Linked DNA regions of Gossypium arboreum: region 1 is linked to region 2. Evidence: chromatin contacts called from public Hi-C data. All regions are on one chromosome and are shown on one strand. The core of a region is the stretch at or near the end of the contact, and the rest is flanking DNA. Distances in the headings are between cores, read along the strand shown. Region 1 holds the start of LOC108465946 (protein BRASSINOSTEROID INSENSITIVE 1-like). Region 2 holds the start of LOC108465383.

Region 1 (4,432 bases), core at 451-2,950, 200 kb before region 2:
TTTGCATAATATTAATTATGGAGAATACATTCATGGGGATTTGAATCACCAATTGAGGCATATACAGCCTTACCTTTGTAACTATGATGCCACTTGGGATCAGCTAAAAAATGGTCATTTAATAGTCGGATAAAAATAATTTTAAAAATTTTAATAATTAAATTGTAATTTTTTAATTAAGTGACCAAAATGAATACTTATTCATAATTTAATGATTAATGATATAGTTTATTCTTTTATTTAAAATTTTAATACATTTACATCAATAAACAACTATTAATAAAATTAAAGCTTAAAAATAAATTCTGATTAGCAAAACCCTTAAAAGGGACATAATGCCAAAATGACTTTGATTAATAGTCATGAATCCTAAAAGGAAAAAAGTAATCCATTGAATTAAGAGATTAGGATTCTCAATTAATTATATTGATGGATTAATCCATTACTTGGTCACACGTACGCTTCAAAAGCTAGAGAGACAAGCACTCAATTTTCTCTCTCTCTCTCTTTCTTTTTCAATTTTAAAAATAAATCTGTAATTTATTTTTAAAAATTACTAATATAAATATAAAATAATTATAAAATAAGTATAAATATATGCCTGATAAATTATAATTTAGAATTAAACCAATACAATACATATCAAATCAAGAATCATATAAAAATAAAAAAATCCAACAAAAACTCACTTAAGGCATACACATAAAGTATGAGGGAAACTTGATTATATAAACAAAATAATTAACACCCAAACTAAAAAAATTATAAAATTATTTAAAGATATAAATATACTTAAAATAAAAATTATTTTAAAATATTTTCTCAACTAAATTAATATTTGATTAACTTACTATATTAATTAAAAATATATAAATAGTTTAGATTAATCTTATACAAGTCACTGCATATTACATTCTCATTTAGTAGCAAATTTAAAGAAGTAATAGTTGTTAAACATGTATCCTTAAGTGTGTAATTAAGTTAATTGAGTTTTAACTTGATTGATACTTATATTATTGTCAATGTAGAAGCACGTGGGTTCGAATGCGCTCAAATTATTATATTATTTATATGTTAGGGCAACTGTAAATAATTTTAAACATTGTGTCAAAAGAAGTTTAATTTCATATTTAAATAATTTTGATGTAACTTCCAAATACCATAAGTTACATAAAGAATATATATATATATATATATATATATATATATTATATTTGTTTTATAATTTATGTTCGAGGTTTGTGTTAGTTTTTTCTAGTGGAGTAAACAAGACATCGGTGTTCGAAAGTTGTTCGAGTTTGACTCAAAAAAAATTAAACTCAATTCGGTAATTAATGAGTCGAGCTCAAGTTCAAACAATTAGAGTTATTGGTTGAGCGAATTGAATTTAGTAATATTTTTATTTGAAGTTATAAGATTGGAATGAAGAGCTTAGTTAAAAAAATATTGAATTCGTTATTTGTTGATAAATATGATAATAATAATTAATGAAATATGAAAGTAATAAAATGACCCAAATCAAAGATTAGTGATTTTTTATATAAAGAAACAAACATAAAAAAAGATAGTGAAACAAAAAGAAGATTTATTTGAAGTAGGAGATTAAGGGTTGCTCCACACTTAATCACCAATCTAGAGAGACAAACATATTATTATAACCCATTATTTAAATTGGTTAGATTTAGAACTAAGATTTATTAACCATTATTTAATTTTAATTTAATTTAACTAAGAGAAACAGAAGAGTAGAGGGTCACATGGCATGTGAGCCAACAACGGCTGTTTCCACTCCTCCCCACTTTGATAAATACCCTTCTTACTGTCTTCACTTCCTCTTTTGACTCCATTTTTCTCTTTCTTTCACTAACCGCATTGCCCTCAAAGCCAATAGAAAACATAAAAACCCAGCTTTTCTCTCTCTTTCTCTCTCTCTCTTCTGTAAAACCAGAGCTCAAAGCTCTCTCCTTTTATGGCAGGCTCATACCTTAAACACCTCTCTTTGTTTCTCTTGTTTTCATTGCTATAATAAACAAGTTAAAAACTTCCACCCATCCCTACAAATATGAGACCTTTATTTGCCTTTCTCACCTTCACCGTCCCCTTTCTTATCTGCTTTGAAGTTCTTGTGGTGTCTTCTTTAAACAACAAAGATTCTCAGTTACTGCTCAGCTTCAAAGCTTGCTTGCCTGACCAATCTGTGCTTCAAAGCTGGGTACCTAACCAAGACCCTTGTAGCTTCAATGGTGTAACATGCCAAGACTCAAAGGTTTCCTCTATTGAACTCAGTGACACCTCCTTGAGCACCGATTTTCACTCAGTTGCTGCCTTCCTTTTAGCGTTGGAAAACTTGGAATCCCTTACTTTGTTGAAAGCCAACATCTCTGGCAACATTTCTTTCCCTTATGGATCCAAGTGTAGCTCCTTGTTAACCAGTCTGGATCTGTCTCAAAACACCTTGTCTGGTCCCCTTTCAACCCTTTCCACCTTGGGTTCTTGCCCAAATTTGAAGTCTCTCAATTTATCAACCAACAAACTCGAGTCTTCTGGTGAAGAACAAACCAGGGGTTTGCAGCTAAGTTTGGAAGTTCTCGATCTTTCTTTCAACAAGCTGTCGGCTGGAAACTTGGTCCCTTGGATTCTTCACGGTGGTTGCAATGACTTGAAGCTCTTGGCTTTGAAGGGAAACAAGATTACTGGTGACATAAACGTCTCCAACTGCAAAAAACTCAAGTTTTTGGACGTTTCTTGGAACAATTTCTCAATGGGGACGCCTTCATTTGGTGACTGTTTAAGTTTAGAACACCTCGATGTGTCTGCCAACAAGTTTTCCGGTGACATTGGTCGTGAAATCTCTTCATGTCTGAACTTAAACTTCTTGAATCTATCGAGCAACCAGTTTTCAGGTCGGATTCCAGGTTTACCAATATCCAAATTGGAACGTCTTTATTTAGCCGGTAATAAGTTTCAAGGACAGATTCCTCTGTATCTGACTGAAGCTTGTGCAACTCTTGTGGAGCTGGATCTTTCTTCAAACAATCTTTCTGGTATGATTCCTAGTGGCTTTGCTTCTTGTTCTTCTTTGGAATCTTTCGATGTATCCACCAACAACTTCACTGGTAAACTTCCCATTGAGGTATTCCAGAATATGAGGTCCTTGAAGAAGCTTGTTTTAGCTTTTAATCACTTTTCAGGCCCTTTGCCTGTGTCTTTGTCAAGTCTTTTGAAGCTGGAGGTCTTAGATCTCAGTTCAAACATTTTTTCAGGGCCAATTCCTGTTTCTTTGTGTGAAAATCCCACAAACAGGTTACAAGTTCTGTATTTGCAGAACAATTACTTGACTGGATCGATTCCAGCTAGTCTCAGCAATTGTTCTCGGCTTGTTTCTCTCCATTTAAGCTTCAATTACCTTGAAGGTAGCATCCCCACCAGCTTGGGTACTCTCTCCAAGCTTAAGGATTTGAGGCTGTGGTTAAATCAGCTCCATGGTGAAATCCCTCAAGAGCTAAGTAACATTCAGACACTTGAGACCTTGATTCTTGACTTCAATGAGTTGACCGGGACGATACCTTCAGGTCTAAGCAACTGCACCAAGTTGAACTGGATTTCTTTATCCAACAATCGGTTCACCGGTGAGATACCTGCTTGGCTTGGCAAACTTTCAAGCCTTGCAATTCTGCAGCTCAGTAATAACTCGTTTTATGGAAGAATCCCACCTGAGCTTGGTGATTGTCAAAGCTTGATATGGTTGGATCTTAATACCAATCAGTTGAATGGGACTGTCCCTCCGGTGTTGTTCAAACAATCTGGTAAAATAGCTGTCAATTTTATTGCTGGGAAGAGGTATATGTACATCAAGAATGATGGAAGGAAAGAGTGCCACGGGGCCGGGATTTTGCTCGAGTTCGCCGGGATCAGGCAGGAACAATTGAATAGAATTTCCAGCAGAAACCCTTGCAATTTTAACAGAGTCTATGGAGGTCACACGCAGCCTACATTCGACAATAATGGTTCCATGATATTTCTTGATATTTCGTACAATTTTCTGTCTGGGTCTATTCCGAAAGAGATCGGCACGATGCCATATCTGTTTATCCTGAATTTGGGTCACAACGATATCTCTGGTAACATCCCACAAGAGATTGGGAACTTGAAGGGACTTGGCATTCTTGATCTTTCTTACAACAGATTGGAAGGGTCAATTCCACAATCCATGACTGGCATCACTCTTCTGAGTGAGATTAATCTGTCGAACAACCTTCTCTCCGGCATGATCCCGGAAACCGGTCAGCTGGAGACGTTTCCGGCTAGTGATTTCTTTAACAATGCAGGTCTCTGTGGGGTCCCTCTTCCTCCCTGTGGAGATCCAGTGGCTGCTTCGAGTTCCGAGCATCGGAAGTCTCATCGCAAACAAGCTTCTCTTGCAGGGAGTGTG
Region 2 (4,915 bases), core at 885-3,384:
TAGTGTTGCCTAAAATGGTGAGCTATTACTTTTTAGTTCACACTAATTTTCCCACTATGCATTTTCCGGGCTGACTTAGTTAAAATACAGGCGGGCCAAAGCTAGTGGATTGACTATCCGTCGTCTTTGTTGTTGTGGTTGTAATTTCCATCTCTGTTAATTATCAGAACTCAGAACTACTTTTTTTTTTTTAAATGGTATATATTAATAATAAAAGAAATTATTAGCATTTTAAGGCTTTGGTACCCCATCTAGCCTAGGAAGGTTTCTAAGTTGATTCAAGTGTAAATATCATATAACTGTTCACTCATCATTTTTTTCAATAGCAACCCTATGCTTGTTTAATTGAGATTATTACTTTTACTCGTTCTTATTTTATGAGGAATAAAACTCATACTTCAATCCTCTTATATTTTTTGTTATATCTTAATTGTTCGAATTTAACAGTAAATTAATAAATGATACAAATAAACTCTTTAGACGAACCCCTTAAATAAATTCATAGTGTAGCTCTTTAAACCAACAATTGAGTAGGCTCATTCATCAATTGTCACACTAGGTTGTTGTCATAACTTCCCATTCAAGGTGACGTAAAGTAAGTCATAGTACCACCTTACTTTAACCTATACCATCCTACCAATTAACCATTTGATTTTGACTTTCAGTAACAATTTGTGACGTTACACTTAAAGATACAACAAAATTAAGATTATACAAGGCTTGGACTAACCATGTAGTAGGGATCTATCTCCCTTCTAAGAATCGTCTCCTTCCAACCTTTCTCCCTTTCTTCTCCTATCTTCTTACTTTTTCCCACCACTTTATTCGATTACTCTTATTACCTTCTACTAAACAAGGTCAACCGTACATCTCCACAACCTCTCTGCCTAACCCAGTTATACCATTAACAGTTTTCGAAGAGTATATGCTAATTCTCTGCAGATGGAAAACAAAATTAATAATACATGCTTGAGTCTATGCTTTTTTCTTAGACAAGTTTTCCAAGCTTAAGTTGATAGTAAATTTAGCAATTTTGAACTAGTCACAACACATCCAGGGGCGGAGGCAGAGGGGGCTGGCATGGGCCCAGCAACCCTAAAATGTAAAATTATTATTTTGGCCCTTAAATTTTTAAAAATTTTAAATTAATAAAAGTAAAATTACACTTTGACCCCTCTAAAATTATAAAAATTCAATTTAATCTTTTATAAATTATAAAGATATAAACTATAAAAATTAAAATTTTATCCGACTCCCTTAAAAAAATTTCCTAACTTCGCCCCTGAACACATCCCAACCATGAAAAAAGTTATCGCTTATATACAAACATATCAAAATTTATATAATATAAATTATTAATATGTCAACAAAAATCATATAACAGAAATAAACTTACCCCAAAAAAACAAAAAGAAAAAACACCCACATCTAAGTAGTTTGGGATATATAGGTTACAGTTCCTCATGAGAATCGTCTGGTTTAGAAGAAGCACTCTCTTTCACCTTCTCATCAGTTTTGTGGACAGCTTCTGCAGCAGTTTTTGCAGTTTCTTCAGCTATTGCTTCACTTGTTTCAATGCTATCCTTCACTGCTTCTTTCACCTTCTCTCCTGTTCCATCACTAGCCTTACCTGGGTCATTCCCTCCTGTGCCTCTAAAACTAACATCCACCATAACATGTTAATCCACATTACAAAAAAAAAAAAAAAAAGGTTAATATTTGATACCATGTGTTAATATAAAAGTACGTAATAAGAAAAACAGGAAAGTTGTAATATTATTACTCTAGACTTGGAGGAGTGAACTGCAACTGGAACTCATGGATGATGGTTTTGACCTTTTCCCATGAACTTTGATGGGATTTCTTCAACAAAGAAAAGGTGTTTGAGACCAACTGGAACAATGATGGTTTCTCTTCGTTGTACTGGTTTCCTTCACAAACAACTGGTCGGATTTGATGAGATAGGATGATTAACCAAAGGAGAAACAATGTGTAGCGTCTTGTTCTTGATTTGTTCATTCTTAAAATTTGTAAACTAAAATTTAAAAAAAGGGTAAAAGGATGCGGTATTTGCAGCTGTGTATAGCTAAGGGGTGGTTTCGAGTTTGGACACGTTCTATTGAAACGTGGTGTTATCATCTTGGTTTTAGGCATCCGTTTCTGAACATTTCAAGGGGGAAAAGGAAAGGAATAATCATAAATCATAATGGAAAATTGAGTACCAAACTTGTAATAATTTTTTTTTGAGATATACCCAATCCTTGAATAAAAAAAAAGTAGTAATAAATTATCCTTGCAAAAAGAAAAACAAATAAATTATAAGATTTTAGTCAACCCTGCTTTTTTTTTTTTTTTAGTTTTGTGTCGATACAATGAGAAATTTATAAAGTGAAATTAAATAATTTTTTAAGTATTTATTAATTTGCTCATTAATAATGTGAGACATAAAATTTATGAATTGAATTGCACCAAATATATATTAGAAAATTTTAAGTACCTCTTAAAAGGTTATCCAATAATCTAAATAACTCCTCCCTTGTTAAAAATTGTACTCAATACTCGATAAGGCCTTAAAATTGTTTGAGTTGCTAACACTTTTAGCAATTAGGATCAAGTCCTCTGTCCAAATTACTTTTAGTCTACTCCAATTTTAATTCACTCTATGTATTATTAATGGGATTTTAAATAACATTAATTGACTAACACAATTTTTTTTTTCTGGCTTCAACGAATGAATCAGTATTCTTTTTATATTTAATTTTGAAACATGCCATAGTCTATTAGTTAATTAAAAATTAAACGAAATTTTAGAACAAAAATGTAAAATATAATAAAATACAGAGGAAGATCCTTGCACTGCTTAACTAATAATGAGTGGAACTTGGATATCCATCAAATCCAAAACTGCTACTAATAAATTGACATCTTAATAACATACATATCCATTTTTAAGTCCAGCTTCTCTTTAAAGCAGAGCATAGTAACAATCCTGTGTCACATTTACCATAATTTTTTTGAAAAATAATACTGCACAAACCCCCATGGATTTATTTTTCTTTTTCCCCTTTCAAGCATCAAGAATTTAAGAAAGCCAGTTTTTGAGTTTTTAACATTAGATTTAGGCATGAATGTGGATCACATCCTTTACTTGCCACCTTAATGAATGAATTTCGCTTCTAAATAAGGATTACAAAGAGCTTCAACTTTCAGGACTTTATTTCTATCAAATATTATATACAGATGGTGCTGGTGGTCACTCAATTCCTACTCTCAACTAACAGTTCATTCTTTAATCTATGTGTGGTATATAGATTTAATACTTCATTTCCATCTCTTGGAATTCTTCAGCCCTTTTGACTTTTGTTTAGCAGCTTGAAAAGCCTGCATCTTTTGTTTCTTTCGAGCTTCCTTCTCCGCCTGTTGAAACCAAGCAAGGCATGATACATAAAAGTTGATGCTTATGTACACCATGTGACAATAATCTCTCCAGTTTTTTTTTTTTTTTTTTTTAAAAACAAAGCTTGGAATCTCAAGTGTATTGATAATTGCTTACCTTTGACATCTTTGATTTGGCTTTCAGTCTGGGAGCTTTCTCTTCAAGATCCGCCTCACGCTCAAGCTCCTTTACCCTTGCCTCGAGGTTCTTCTCCAGATAATACTGTTCATTTGAAATTGATACTCACAGTTAATAAAGACGGATTATAAAGATGGGAAGAGTTCATTGAAGAAAACCATACATTGTAGTCGCCTGCATAGTCCTGCAAATGGCCATCTTTTACTTCCACTACTCTGTTGACTATCTGCCGAATGAAGTATCGGTCATGCGAAACAGTAATGACAGTGCCACTGTATTCCCTAATTGCCTCCTGATTTAATCGAAAGATTGCAAAATAAATGAGTGATAAAAAGCTAAATGCTACAATATTGAAAAAAGAAAAATAAATGAAGTGAATATAGAAAGATAAGGAAAAAAACAAACCTCTAGCATCTCTTTTGAGGGTATATCCAGATGATTAGTTGGTTCATCCAAAATCAGTAGGGTTGATGGTTTTACCATGAATTTGCAGAAAGCAAGACGCGCCTGAATGCAACAGGAAAAGACAACATCCAAATTCATGCCTTGAAAACAAAAAAAGTATAGATACGCATATTATCATTACCATCATGGGACGTCAAATAGAACCGTATTAGGTTAGTCTTGTATCAAAATTCATCAGCATGCATAATGTTAAACATTTTAATACAATACACCATCGGATAATTAACCATCTTCAATTGAAGTACCCTAAAATTTGTCAAATTGAATAGTACTATCAACCAAAATAGATTCAGAGCAAAAAATACGGTTTGTTTCACAATAGCAAAAAGTGTACGACATATAAACTTCTATGTTGAGTAATTACCTTCTCACCACCACTCAAAAGGGAAACCTTCCTGTCAAGCATATCGGCTTTGAAGTTGCAACGACCAAGGAGTCCCTTAATATCATCAATTCTCCAGTCCTCTGCAACCTCTTCCACTGTCTGAAGCACCGTTTTATCCAAATCAAGAGCCTCGGCCTGAAAAAATATTGATTAGAGCAAGTGCTTCGTACTTTCTTAAGCTCAAAATGGGATCCCAGGAACTAGGTGAAAATAAAAACATGTTCTCAAAGGCCAAATACCTGATTCTGCTCAAAATAATTTGGTAGAACATTATGCTCCCCAAGGATCACTTCACCGCCTCTCGGTTTCTCTAAACGCATTATCAGTCTCAGTAAAGTACTCTTTCCACAACCATTTGGACCAATAATGGCAATTTTCTCTCCTCTTTCAATTGCAAGATTTGCCCTGTTAAATAGCAGCTGACATACAAACCCAAACGTTTGTCATAAAATGAGAAAGCTTAAAACAATCCCCACCAACCTCTTCACACA

The links. Hi-C and Micro-C count contacts between places; a contact is called where the count stands out from the background.
Region 1: a contact with region 2 is called in a Hi-C map of leaf, with 4 times the contacts expected there. The contact joins the promoter of LOC108465946 here to the promoter of LOC108465383 in region 2. A contact is called at or near these places in 2 of 5 Hi-C or Micro-C datasets (both in leaf).

Annotation. Positions count from the first base shown.
Region 1 is chr2:8,389,886-8,394,317 of ASM2569848v2, reverse strand. It overlaps LOC108465946 (protein BRASSINOSTEROID INSENSITIVE 1-like), which reads left to right and starts at 1,700. Exons shown (of 1, transcript XM_017766324.2): 1 at 1,700-4,432. The coding sequence starts at 2,063.
Region 2 is chr2:8,189,704-8,194,618 of ASM2569848v2, reverse strand. It overlaps LOC108465383, which reads right to left and starts at 2,134. Exons shown (of 2, transcript XM_017765717.2): 1 at 1,784-2,134; 2 at 1,282-1,659. The coding sequence starts at 2,019. The coding sequence ends at 1,452. It overlaps LOC108467324 (ABC transporter F family member 5), which reads right to left. Exons shown (of 9, transcript XM_017767947.2): 4 at 4,664-4,843; 5 at 4,404-4,559; 6 at 3,980-4,081; 7 at 3,738-3,866; 8 at 3,554-3,658; 9 at 3,047-3,417. The coding sequence ends at 3,322. LOC108466600 (probable WRKY transcription factor 51) reads left to right here. Exons shown (of 3, transcript XM_017766987.2): 3 at 1-345.